3 separate regions of the Mus musculus genome follow, and regions 1 and 2 are each linked to region 3. A link is a contact called in public Hi-C data. All regions are on one chromosome and are shown on one strand. The core of a region is the stretch at or near the end of the contact, and the rest is flanking DNA. Distances in the headings are between cores, read along the strand shown.

Region 1 (4,444 bases), core at 1,492-3,991, 320 kb before region 3:
GATGTAGCCAACCCTATTTATTTTTTATTCTAAGATTTTTCTGTATCAAATATATAATCTTATAATCAGAAAACAAAACAAAACAAACAAAACACACAACCCTCTGCTACCAAAGTGACCAGAGCCATATGGGAAGACAGACAACAGGTTTGGGGGGAAGGTGTGTCTGCAAACACTGTGGTTAGCCCAAGAAGTAGGACACCTGTCACTCATCCATACACTGGAATCTCTTTCCTTTTGGAACATACAGATCCATGCCAGCCATGCAGAGCACGGTCTCCTGAAATTCACCACAGCCTCACCTTCCTCTCACGGCACCTCAGAGAATTTATGACTTGCCATGCATATGTGCAAAGATATAAAATCAAATAAACTGCTCTTTTCTTCAGAACATCTGTCTCCCTTATGTGGCAGTTATTGGGCAATTTCCTGAGGAATTTATTATTAAACCAGGGGAAAGAAAAGAAGTTTTAGGATAAGCTATGGAAATCCCACTGTGTAAGGCATGGTTGAAAGAACGCACCCTGAATTCCAGAATGCTAAGCAGACTTTGAAGAGCTTCCTTGACTTGCTCAGGAACTCAGACACATCCTTTACCTCAGCTTCTCAGGATGGGAGACCAGGTTGTGAAGATGAGGCAGTCTAAGGATCCAGGAGCACCAACTCCCACTGAAGGCTTGAAACACTGTGAAACACTTTCTTTTGGAAACTATCAACTGAATTGGTATTTTCTCCAAGACCCTACAACAGGTGCAAAGTTAAAAGACTGATTCTGTAAGGATCTGCTCACCATTGTCCTGAAGACTGTGGGTTTTATTCAACAGGGAGATCAGGGTCTTTGAAATAATGAAGTGCAAGGCAGCTTTGCTATTTACTGTTTCTCCCTCCCTCCTTCCCTTCTTCCCTCCCTCCCTTCCTTCCTCTCCATCTCCTTCCTCCCTTTCCCCCTCCCTTCTTCTGTCCTTCCCTCCCTCTGTCCCTCCCTCCCTCCTTCTCTCCCTCCCTCCTTCTCTCCCTCCCTCCTTCTCTCCCTCTCTCCTTCCCTCCTTCCCTCCCTCCCCCTTCTCTCCCTCCCTCCCTCCCTCCCTCTGTCCCTCCCTCCCCCTTCTCTCCCTCCCTCCTTCCCTCCTTCCCTCCCTCCATCCTTCCATTCTTCCCTCCTTCCTCTCCATCTCCTACCTCCCTTTCCTCCTTCATTCCCACCTCCCTTCTCTCCTTCCATTTTATATTATTTTCCCTTTCTCGTTTAGCGTTCTATCTGTGGCTGTTGCTCAACAGCAATTAACTATAAAAGAATTTTACTGATTAGTATACATGATTTTAAAAAAAAAAAAAAATTGGCAGGAACAAGGAAAATAGACTCCGGACAAAAAGGCTAAGATTTTTTCGTGTTGATCTTAACATGCTGTAGGATCCTGGGTCCCCACATCTCTGCATTATTAATGTCACATGGGTATTGAATGGCTGCTATTGTGACTTATATTTTAATAAGTCAGTGAAAGAAGAAGAGCAATTGCTTCACTACAGTGCCCATGGGTCAAAGGTGTAACAGCGCAGACCATTTGATAGAGCTGCGCAGAGCATGCTTGGTGGGGATGCAGGCTGAGAAGCTGTCCTCCCCTCTGCCCCTTCACAGGGGCGGAGCCAGGCTGGGTTTCTAATGCCAACCTCGCCACTGTGCCTGAATAAAGGGCACCCTAGGGTTTATACGTTCCCCACAGAAGAATATAGGTAACCCCCTTTTATTCCTAAGTAATAAGAGGCATAACAAAGAGGCCTCTTTGAACATTGTAGGATGACAATGCCATCGAGTGATAGTTTGTTTCCTGCTTGCCAGGAATTGTATCAGAGTTTCTTTACACATTCCACGGTCCATTCGAAGTACAGTTTCTTGCGACAGGGAAAATCATGACCTCACCAAAGAAAGCAGGCTGCTGCCCCTTTCCTGATAGGCCTTCCTAAAGGCCTGGGAAAAGGAGCTGTGGATTTTTGTGCCGAGCAATGAAAAACAGAATAAAAGTCCCATCACTCCATGTGCTTAGAAAGCGCCAAAGTTATTTGTCCTGAGGTGTCTGATCTGGAAAGACTGCCAGCCCCGGGGCGATTGAGTTCTTTGAAGGTTTCATTATGGTGAGTTGAATAACCCATAATATAAAGACGGAGCAGACAAGTTGGAAAACTTGCAGCATATAAACTTTTACTGAACTAAGTCCCTTCATTAAATTGAAGCAGCACCTTTGAACTGTGGGGCTCACGTCTGCGCAGTAATAAGCTTCATGTGGACTATGACGTTTCTATTAGATGTCTAACGGGTCTTGGAAAGGCCCCAGCACATCTAAGAGTCTGACCGAGGTTCTGTTTACAGCAGCCTAGCTGAGAGCTGCCCTGGACTGCCCAGCTCTCTTGAGCATTAACCCTGGTTCTGCCGCTCTGAGGAGGAGCCTCCGGTCCTTTGCAAACAGCTGGGGAGGGAGGGGGAGAGCGGAAGGGGGGTTCTGCCCAGCCTTGCAGGCACTATGCTTGCTCTCACAAATGACTAGGGAGATGGTGAGAGCAGCCTTTGCTCCTGGCTGTCACTCTCCCTGGCAAAGGCATAAGCTGAAGAGGACAAAGGACTCTGCCAAACCAGGAGCAGGCCCAGTGGCGGGAAGCAGGGAAGCACAGGCCACACTGGAGGGATGGTTTTGACAGCCTGTTCTTGCAACTCACAGTGCTCAAAAGGAAGCTTTTGGCAGAGGCTGGAGGGAGGTGCGCTTGGCACTGAGAGTCCCGGCAGAGCAGATGGGCTCTCCCCGTCTAGACAGAATGGTACTGTCCCAGACGGAAAGGTCTCCCAGGCCAGACAGTCCTGAAGCACCACCCTGCTGAGGGGCCTCACAGGCGGAGAAGGCAGAAAATAAGAGAACAGCGGTGTCCGTGCAGGCAGGGTAATTAGCAGGGTGAGCTAGGTCCACAGCCAGTGTGTGTGTGTGTGTGTGTGTGTGTGTGTGTGTGTGTGTGTGTGTGTGTATGCGTGCATGCGTGCATGCGTGTGTTCTTCTGTGTGTGCATGTGTATGAGTGTGTCTGTGTTCTTGTGCATGTGTATTCATGTGTGTATGTGTGTGTCTTGCACTTCTCTACACGTCACCCATGAGCTCAGTGTAACAGCCTTCCACTGGGGTTTTAAAGGCAATTACAGAAAGTCAACAATTCTGTAACAGGATTTGTTTCTCAAGCAAGTCAAAGAAATTCCCTTTCCACAATTTGTTTCAGATGTCAGGTTTCAAACGCAGAATCGCTAAACTCAGAATCTAAACAATGATGCTGTCAACAACCCAGTGGCCTTGGATCTTGCATTTAAAACAATGCGTGGGAATGAACGCTCATGGGAAGGGTGTGTATTTTCAAGTCGTGGACTTGGCAAACATGAAAACTGTAGAACAACATGGCTCCTCATTTTAAAGCACAAACCCTTCACAGCCTCCCTGAGTTGAGACTCTGGCTCTGTTGTTCCCTCCAGAGGAAGTGCTCCTTGTATGGTCCTCGTATCTATTGGCTCTTTCTGCATACATCTGCTTGCTTGAAGGTATTAGCATGAGTTTGTATGCATTTAATTTGTGTAGATCTTGGTTTGCAAAGAGCACAGGGGAAAGTAAGTTGGTCCCTTTTTTGGTGATGTACTACAAAGCTCAAGGCAGCACGGACCTGCCTTTGAACAATGAGTGTCACATGTTCACTTATACACAGCGAGAACAAATTTCAGTCTACCTGAATTTCAGTAATTGCTTCAGTTGGTGTCAGGGTCCTCTGTTAATAGACCAGGGCAATTAATTGTCTTTGTCTAAAGATGACACAAATTTGAGACACGTGGTCTGTGCTGTGTTCATGGAAGTTAACCAGAGACCTAAAGATATGTGCTACTTTGTATAAAACAGTGCATATTTTTAACACCAAACTTCCTCAGAGCCAGACCCTCAGTACAGGGAAACTGCTTCCTGTTTCATTCACTGTCATTTCAAGACACTTTTAAAAAAATATGCATAGGTCTTTCGAGAGATGGTGCATGGCCCTGTTCAGAATGTTGCCCTGGTTAAACAAGCTCTCCAGTGGGCAGGAAGCTGTGTGTAACAGCAGAGTCAGGAGGGTACCAGTGTGCTGCATCAGGCTTTGTGTTTTGCAAAGAATGCTCACTGGCCATTCAGGAAAAGCATTCGCCTCTCTCTCAGCAGTCTTTACGTCCATAAGGAAGACATCCCAGGGAAATGAGGTGACATGACTGTGTATGGAAAAAGTGGTCCCTGCCCTCAGTCACCATTCTGTCTTGGTCCTCACAGGGTCAAGTTGAGCAAAGGACAGAGGCTTTGACCCCTGGTATTGAACACAAGCTGTGCATGGCTGCCAAGAATGGCCAAGGGTCTATTTCAGTCTGTGTTTTGTCAGCTTCAGCACTTAATGCTATGCCT
Region 2 (4,536 bases), core at 152-2,651, 380 kb before region 3:
TCATAATATATACATACATGCATATATGCACGCATATATACACAATATACACACATATATGCATATATACATGCATACATTCATATCCCACAGAGAAGCCTAATGCTTGTCTGCCTTTGCTGCCTGCTGGAGAGTGCATAGATCCTGCTGCTGCTGCTGCCACTGCTGCTGCCGCCATTGCTGTCACCTTTCACTGCTATCAGAAGTCAGGTACTTAGTCCTTCCAGGGCGGACTGAGTCCTAGAGGCTTTCCAGCAGTCTTTGGGCATACAGTGACAGGCTGGAACTGCTGCTAAGGTTTCTGGCCTCATGAGTGCAGCAGGTACCAGATTCTCAAACCTCTCACCATTCCCGTGGGCACTGTTGAACTCTCAGGCCCATACTGTGTGAGCCAATATAGCAAACTTATTGTACAACACCTTCATTCTTTCCACTATTTTCCTCTAGGGAACCCTGATTTATTCAGTCTTATTGGTGTGGCATTAATATGGCCACCAAAGGAACAAGAGACAGAACTTTTGGTCAGCTTGCTGATCTGCAGAGGAATTCAGACTTTCTGAATACAGCTAGAATGTCTGAAGGAAGAGGAGCCTCAGAAACACAGGCTGCCTGCATGCAAGGGAGCTGAGGGGACACCTCTCCTACATCTTCTTTCCAACTGCGGTCATTACAATCTCCCAAGAACACGGCGTGGAAAGCTTGGTGTGGTGTGTGTTGGGGTGGGGCTCAGTGGGCGCCACCCTGTGCTCCAGGATCATCCGAGTAAGGCACTGTGTATGGCAGTTCTTAGAAGCTAGACTGGTACATTTTGTATAAATCCCCTCTGCTTGACCAGTCTCAATTATGTTGAGGAACAAGAACAATCTGTGAAATCTGGCCAAATATCAGTATGTATGTGCACATGTGCATCCATCCACCACTGGGATGCACCAGGGAAAGCAGTTACTCACTGAAAGTGGGAAGCAGAAGCGATGGTGATTTATTTCTGTTTTCAAAGACTTGAGACACCATAAAGAGCAGAATAAAAATGGCCAAGGAAATGGAGACAGTATGAGGGGAGAGAAGAGCAAGGCAGACTGACAGAGTATTTCAGAACTGATTAAAATAAACGAGGCCAAACATACCCATGGAAAGAAGTAGAGTGTTGCCATTAAAGGAGCAAGCAAAACAAATGTCACTCTAAACTGCTATATGTGGCAAACGATCTCCCATAATCAAGAGTAAAATAGCTGTGCATTTCAAAAGAACAAGAACTGAAGGGATTCATAATCCCCATGTTCTCTCCAAAGGTACTTGGAGGAAAGAAAGTAAAACATCCAGGAGTGGGGTGCGAGCAGCTGATCTAGCCAGCCTTGGCTGCAGCAGGACAATCAAGATGTCAGACTTAATCTACTACTAAGAGTATGAGGTACTACACATTGCCACAGCAGGGCATCCTGTGAGCTGATAGCCCCAGGGCTGCCTTGTACTTGAGAAGACATTGTGTCTGTTGAACTTTAGACTCACCATTCTAATTGGAGACATCAAGCAAATTAGAGAAAACTAAACATGATACAGAGAGCAGAAAGAGAAAAAGCAAGAGTTCAAAGGGAGAAAGTAGGATTGAAATGTGATAGCAATCTTAGTGCACAAACATACCGGATAAAAAAAGATTTCCAGATGGGAATTAAAAAAAAAATCAAATTATATGTCCTGTGCATGAGTTTTGCCTACAGCCTAGTTATGCAGAAATGCTCAGGTAATTAATTGAAAAATGGATGCCAGGCGAAGAACAACCACAGGACGCCAAGCATAGCAGTATTAATACCAGAGAAAAGAGCCAAAAGGCAAAAACCACAATTACAGATGAAGAGGGCCATTATGTCTTGATTTAAGTTTAAATTTCCCAGAGGGTTATAAAAAGTCTAAATATTTATGGATGTAATAAAATAGCCAAAGACATTTTAAAAAGTGACAGAATTATATGGAGATATAGGCAAATCCATTAATAGATTGAATCTACTCATATAAGTTGGTTAGAGATTGATAAATCAGACAGGAAATATTTAGTACAGAGAAAAATATTTGAGCCATATAATTAACAAGCCAGGATTCATAGGCATTCGAGGAAAATTCAATAATTTCAGAACCATTATTTTCATTGCTACAAAGACAATTTATGTAAATATCATGCCTGTGTCACAAAAATAAGACTAAGTGAATTTTAAAGAATTAAATTAGAGCAGGTCACGTTCTCTGATTACAATGCAGTCAATTGTATATCAACAAGAAGACCAAAAGCATTAATGATAAACATCCTTAAAATTGAATGCATTCCAAAGGTTTTTTAACTTCTGCTTCGGATATCAGTCAAAACATAGTTATGAAAGAGATGGCTCATCAGGTAACTTGATGGACAAAGCCTGAAGCCCTGGACTCAATCCTAGACACTCACATAAAGGTGGAAGGAGAGGGCCAACCCTATAAGTTGTCCTGACCTCCAACCTTGTGCTATCATGCTATTGCTTGCACAACCCCCCTCTCCATAATAATAGACAAAAATTTAAAAATGAAAACAAATCTAACAATAATGACAATGGCATCTATCAAAACAGACAAGAGCCTATGCACAAGGGAGCATGGGGAGAGAGGAAGCCAGAGCGATTCAGGAGCTTGGCTGCTCATTCGTAACAGCTCACTTTCAAAGGAACTCACCAGAGAGTTCTGAGGGTACACCTCTAGTTGCTTAACTGTCTTCTGCTAGACTCCACCCCCTAAAAGATCTACCATGGTAATAGTACTAGCATACTAGAAAAGCCAGTGCTGCCTTCCTGGCATAAAGCTCTAACACCATGTAGGCAAATTAACACAGGATGTAAGGAAAGAAAAGAAATGTAAGCTAGATAGAGCCACTGTGAGTATCCTCACCTCATCTATCATTTTAAGGAAGTCATGGAGGCAAGAGTCTGAGACATCTTGTAGCCCCACATCCATAGTCAAGAGTAGAAAAAGAACTAATAATCCATGTTGTCTGCTTGCTTCTCAACTAGCCTTCTTCATCATCTTACACAGTGCAGGGTCCAGCCTAGGGAATGATGCCTTCCAACATGGGCAGGGTCAATTAACCCATGAGGACAATCCACCATAGACCTCCATAGGCCAATCTGATTCAGATTATTCTTTAAATGTGACTCTCTTCAGAGGTGATTCTAGATTGTGTTGAGATGAAAGCTAAAATAACACAACACATAAACAGGAACCTCTAAGAACCATGCCCAGTATGTGGTGAAGCTGAGGTGAAAGAAATGACCGTGGAGTGCCTTTGGGACAGACAGAGTGGAGATTTGTGGAGGCAAACACTAAGCTGGAGCATTTAGAAGTGTGGTTTGATGCTGTCTGTGTGTAGGTGGAATGAAATCCCATCTACTGTAGATGTTTATAAGCTGTACGTTATGACAGACAACAGACAGTGGGATTTAACTTTGAGGAGCCTCAACGCAGAAGTCAAATGAGGTATATTAGTTATGCTTCCACTGTTGTGATAAAATGTGAAGGGTGTGGAAGTCAACCTCGTAAAGAGTGGGATGGAGAGTAAGGAGTAACAGGTTCCCGTGACTACTCCGGACAGTCCTGATAGGCTGTGCGTGGTATTCAATCTAAGATGGCTCCCAGCACATGGGTGAGATAGCAAAAAGAACCAAGATGAGGGCAGCGGCTGCTTCCCTGCTTCATGAAAGTCCTAACAGGTGACAATGCTCCTCCCACCCAAGCCCCTACTCCTTCTAATAGCCCTCTGCTCCTTCTAATTGACCTCACCAGGCAGGGCTTTCACTGGGGCACAGTGACGGGATTGGCTGGAATGCAGAATAAAAGCTCATGTGTTGCACAGTAAATGTAGATCTACAGCCTGATGTGGTCTCCAGAGTCTGATTTCTGGAATTGGTCATGTGACTCCCTTCTCATACCCTTCTCACCTTATTCCTACAGTAACACAACCGGTTTGTGATATGACCCAAGCAACTTGTAGAAGAAAGAGTTTATTTGGCTTCTGGTTCAGGAGGAATAAGAGTTCATCACAGTAGGGATGTGTGGCAGCAGACAGCAGACAGGAAGCAGCAGGCATAGTGGATGGTGGAGAAAGAGCAAGCTGAGAACTCACGCCCTCACCTGTTTTCTAGGATCAGGAGAGGAGGGACTTGAGTGACATTAGTGAGTGGGGTTGTTCTGAAACCAATGAGTTGGGAAATGGTGTAAAGAAACTTAGGCAAGAGAAAGGCCAGCCTGAGTTCCTAATTCCCATGTGTACTGTGACACCTCTGGCTGTTTCCCACCTGATCTGCCTGCACACTCAGCATTGCAAGAACACAGAGAGGGACCTAGTCATAATTCATATGCTAACACTTCCGCTTCCGCTTCTGCTTCCGCTTCCCCCTTCTTCTTCTTCTTCTTCTTCTTCTTCTTCTTCTTCTTCTTCTTCTTCTTCTTCTCCTTCTCCTTCTCCTTCTCCTTCTCCTTCTCCTTCTCCTTCTCCTTCTCCTTCTCCTTCTCCTTCTCCTT
Region 3 (4,544 bases), core at 1,643-4,142:
CACTTGGGCCACCATCCACAGCACCTGAATTGCATGCAGCTGGATAACCCAGGGCCCAGCACCTGTAATCCTGAGTTGTGTGTGGCATTGCAATCAACATTAACAGCTACTGAGGGGGGCTGTGACAGGGTAACCAAAGGCTCAGTGTCCAGACCTCCTGAATTATGTGTGACATCGAAACATAGATGCAAGCATCCACTGTTCCTACCTTTTATATTCATCTTGATTCTGGAGGCAGCAATTCACAGTGTTTATCAGAAAGCCAAACAAACGACTGTACAGTGACTTGGCCAGGAGGTCGCGGTAAAACGCAGCCATCTGGATAGTGTGTCGACGTATTATCACATCTCCTGGAATAGTGAAAGGAAGAGGAGAATTGTGGACAATGGTCTCCTTGTTAGAAGCCAACACAACTGTCTATGTCCCACTCACACTCTATGATGTCCGCCATGTCCAGAAAGGGCCCCGAAAGGTGGTGCCTGACAGTTATCGACATCTGAAGTGTCGTGTACCTTGACTTCTTACTAAGGCTTCTACGCATACCTCTGCACCTCTCTGCAACTGAGCCACCTCCTCTCAGTTGGAGAGCTAGCTCAGGGTCCTGTGAGTGAGCTTTCGGATAATAGCTCACTGGTTGGGCACTGAGCTGGCCCAGGGCATTTGAACACTTGCCTGTCTGGAGAGTAATGGTCAAATCAATCAGAATGTGCCTGTGGGTCCAGGGGACAAAACAGGGCCTTCGGGAAGAAGCCCCTGTCACTCTCAAGTGGAGCCATGGGAATCCTGAGAGAGGAGAAGTTCCAGAATGGAAGGCCAGTGAAGGGACTCAGGATAGAGAGTTAGGGTGACCTGGGATGCAGGCAGATCCAGTACAGTACTGCTGGATGAGACAGTGTGTGAATGCCGGGCTCAAGAATGCTCGCCTGTGGCCTTGGCCAGCAGGGCGTGTCCTTAAGTCTCAGTCCTTAAGGCTGAGCAGATGGCAGGGATGGGAGAGTCCCTCAGTTGGCTGGAGGGAAAGGAAAGAGAGGGGAGCCACCACTGAGACAAGATAGAACTTCACTAAATTGAAAGAGCACGGTCAAAACCATGGGTGCGGTAAAGCCCACTAAGGCAGGGGACAAGTGCAGCCTTCCAGATGTCACCACGAAAGTTCCGGGTTCACGTGGTTGAGGAGCTCTGAAGGGTGGGCAATGTGGTGAGAGGAGGTTGGGTGGGATGTGTTGAGGGAACCGGATGGTGAGTGACCAGCGGAATTTAACATGTGCACTGGCTGGTTTTGTGTGTCAACTGGACACAAGCTAGAGTCATCGGAGAAGAAGGAGACTCAGTTGACGAAATGCCTCCATGAGATCCAGCTGTAAGGCATTTTCTCATATAATGCTCAATTCGGGGAGGACCCAACCCATGGTGGTCTCATCCCTGGGCTGTGGTCCTAGTTTCTCTAAGAAAGCAGGTTGAGCAAGCCATTCGAAGCAAGACAGCAAGCAGCATCCCTCTATGGCCTCTGTATCAGCTCCTGTCTCAAGTCTCCTGACCCTCTTGAGTTCCTGTCCTGACCTCCTTCTCAGAAGTGTAGGCACAATTAACCCTTTCCTCCCTGGCTTGCTTTTGGGTCATGGTGTTTTGTTACAGCAACAGAACCCCGACTAAGAACATGTCTTCAGAAAGACCAGCAGCATCTTGAGAACTCCAGGCACTTGACATAGGTGGGAGCAGAGACGTAGATGGAGACATGGCTAAGAATGGCTAAGGGGGCCTGGAAGTCTGTCCTATAGGGAGGAGCATTCTCTAAGAAAAGTGGTGTCTTGGAAAGACTGTTGCGCGCAGGTGAGAAGCACACTTCCATTTCATTCCCGTGGAGGTGAGCGACTTCCAGAGGAAAGAAAACACCAACAGAAGCTGCTGCTGTGATGCTGGACAGGAAATGGAGGGCTGTGAGGAGGGAAGCTCTTTGAGAGGTCAGAGGGACCCAACCTACTTGGTAGAGAAGGGTGAGGGGTAAGGGGAGCCAGCAGAACCTGGGGAACAGCTGGATGGATCATGGGAAAACTCAGTATGTTGATTAGCATGGAAGGGGGGATTCTAAGCAGTAGGGGTCATTAGCCAAGCATCAAAATCCCTGCAAGCCAGACCCACGAAGCAGCTGGTAAGTTCGACATAGAGTGCCCGGGGAGGCCAGCCCTCACAGCTATGAAGAGGAAGGTTGAAGAAGGGCATCCATCCTGACATTTCAGTGGATAGCTGAAGCACATGCAGGAGTGCTAGTCTCCTGTGCACGGAGCACGGCCTTGCACCAGTGGGTGCCACAGGGAGTAGGCATACACAGAGGGCTGAAGCCGCCCTGTGAAGGTAGACAGCTTCTTTACCAGTGGCTTGGCATCTCTGGTGATTAACCCCTTTTAATCTGACTACTTTCCTCCCTGAGGAGAGTAATAGTTATGCCCGCCTCCTGACCATTCTTGAGATCAGAAATGACAAACTTCGGACCATTTGGCTCCATGCCATTCCCTCATAAACACCAAATAAATGACAGCCCCCATTCTGAGCGGGGAAAGGCAGAGAGAAGGCCGCACCCCTCCCCCATGAAGATCCATGTTTTATGAGAATACATCCTCTTAGATTGATGGCTTTGTTTTTCTGAACTGACAGGTTGATTAGGAAGGGGGCTAGTTACTCAGAATGATCTCCCGGGAGCATGGCAGGGTTCCCATACAGCAGCCTTTCAGTGCTTTCTCCTGGCACTCAGTCCATGCAAACAGTTTCCCCCGTGTGGAGACAGGCAAGGCTGTGTTTAATTTCCCCATTTCAAAGAAGCCCAGGGACTGTACAAAGGTAAAAGTCAGGTTGCACAAGGACTTACCTTTAAAATACTGAATATCAGTTGTTAGGGCGGATGCCAGCTCGTCGGTCGACACTTGCAACATACCTGCCACTGAAATCAAACACAGCTGTAAATAAGAAAGCACCATGCATTTCAACACTAAGAACACTGCGATTTGTGTCCATTGTGTGCATACTTCATGTTAGAAGGAGAGCAACTTCTACTCTCTGGCTTAAACTCATCTAGAGAAATGCCTTAGTACTCCAGACACTGGTGGGATCTTGTGTCTGTCTGGATTTAGTAAGGACATATTTTCCCCTTCACCACCCTTGTAGATAGGGCTGGATTATTTTTTTCCAAATTCCTTATTAAAATAACTTTGAAACAGGTGAAAATAGGCCATTTATTGGAAGCCCGTGGTTTGAGGATATTTTTTTAAAACTAGATGTGACCATGAAAACAATATCAAACAAGAGGGGCTTTTGAACATGGTGTTTAAAGGAAAGTAATTGTGAGTTTATAATGTTTAGCTAACGACTCCTCTCCAAATACTGTGTGGACAGCAGGTTGGGGCAAAGAATATTCTAATAATATCAAATGATCTAAAGTATATGATGATACCCCTGTGCAGAATGGGACCACGAAAGCACGTTTGTCAACCACCCCCTTTCGAGAAAAGAAAGAGGTTCTCCCCTCCCCCCAAGACTTCAGACCAGCTAGTGATTGTTGCAGCCAGCCGGATTCTGTGCTGTGTCGCCATCTGCTGGCAAAACTGTGAAACTGCACCCCCAACGACTTTGCCATCAAGGTGGTGGTGCTCCACTGACCTTGTTCCAGAAGCTGGAGGTCAGAGACAAAGGCCGAGTCAGCTTCTGTTAGTGCAGTGAACTGAATGTCTCCGATGTGTAGTATCGCCGATAGGATAACGAATAGGTTTTCCACCTCCTAAGTGTTTACAGAGAACAGATAGAATAATTCAGAGGTGGGAGCTCCAAGCAACCGGGAGCATTCTGGTGGGGTTGGGCTTGCCACTCTTCAGACCCACAGTGGGAGATTCAAGAAACTGCTCAAAATCAAATCTCAGCTCCATGTGCGTTGCCCTAAATTGCTGTTCTGGTATGAATCAGTGTGTTCTGGATAATCATTATTATATATATATATAAATAGTGATTGTAGTCCAATCACTTGCAGGAAACACCCCACTGTCCCAAGCTGTTCTTGCACATGGGTGCAGGGAACAGGAGAGGAGGGCCTGGTCTGGAAGCCTGGAACTGAGGGAAGAGTGGGACCTGAAGCTGGGAATTGCCACTTTCCCATTTATAAAGTAAGCACCTGGAGGTACTGATCTCAAGCAATTCTTAGGTATAGCATTCCATAATTAACAGAAGGCAGCATTTCCCACTGGACTCTGCAAGGTAGTCACCTCTACACAGGCAAGGAGGGCCTGTGCTGTTCTCGGGGGGGGGGGGTATGATTTATTCAGTGAGGAAGACAGAGCTTTGAGTGTTCACTATAACCCACGATATAATGCAGTGAAACTGAATCAGAGGAAAACTCCCCATGGAAGGAGGAGGAGTTCTGGGGTCCCGCTTTTGTCTGTAGTGGTGCAGTGGTGTCCCCCTGCCTTGTCAGCTTGCCTGCTACTGGATATGGTTGGTGCAGAGATGGAGGCTTCTCTGCAAAGTAGTCTCAAAGAACCACAAGCCCTTGCAGGTTTTGC

Evidence for each region. A called contact is a pair of places that touch in the nucleus more often than the background predicts.
Region 1: a contact with region 3 is called in a Hi-C map of the N1E-115 cell line, with 9 times the contacts expected there. The contact joins two enhancer-like sites. A contact is called at or near these places in 3 of 484 Hi-C or Micro-C datasets (the N1E-115 cell line, nephron progenitors and palatal mesenchyme) and 1 of 115 datasets of contacts at active chromatin or transcription factors (embryonic basal ganglia).
Region 2: a contact with region 3 is called in a Hi-C map of the N1E-115 cell line, with 4 times the contacts expected there. The contact joins two enhancer-like sites. A contact is called at or near these places in 8 of 484 Hi-C or Micro-C datasets (the AML12 cell line, the C2C12 cell line, LSK cells and 5 more).

The regions. Positions count from the first base shown.
Region 1 is chr8:10,759,303-10,763,746 of GRCm38.p6, reverse strand. The region is part of intron 2 of Gm39129 (a long non-coding RNA gene); the gene reads right to left. Among named protein-coding and RNA genes, the nearest start is that of Gm32429, 14 kb to the right of the region's middle. Within about 2 kb of position 2,741, at least 126 of the 459 cell types and tissues checked have an H3K27ac peak or open chromatin away from gene starts, as enhancers often do. A contact at or near this core is called in the N1E-115 cell line, where this site is marked.
Region 2 is chr8:10,819,031-10,823,566 of GRCm38.p6, reverse strand. No RefSeq gene overlaps it. Among named protein-coding and RNA genes, the nearest start is that of Gm32485, 3.6 kb to the right of the region's middle. Within about 2 kb of position 1,401, at least 4 of the 459 cell types and tissues checked have an H3K27ac peak or open chromatin away from gene starts, as enhancers often do. A contact at or near this core is called in the N1E-115 cell line, where this site is marked.
Region 3 is chr8:10,438,024-10,442,567 of GRCm38.p6, reverse strand. Myo16 (myosin XVI) reads right to left here. Exons shown (of 35, transcript NM_001319151.1): 18 at 3,652-3,769; 19 at 2,864-2,935; 20 at 209-350. Among named protein-coding and RNA genes, the nearest start is that of Gm51561, 10 kb to the right of the region's middle. Within about 2 kb of position 2,892, at least 10 of the 459 cell types and tissues checked have an H3K27ac peak or open chromatin away from gene starts, as enhancers often do. A contact at or near this core is called in the N1E-115 cell line, where this site is marked.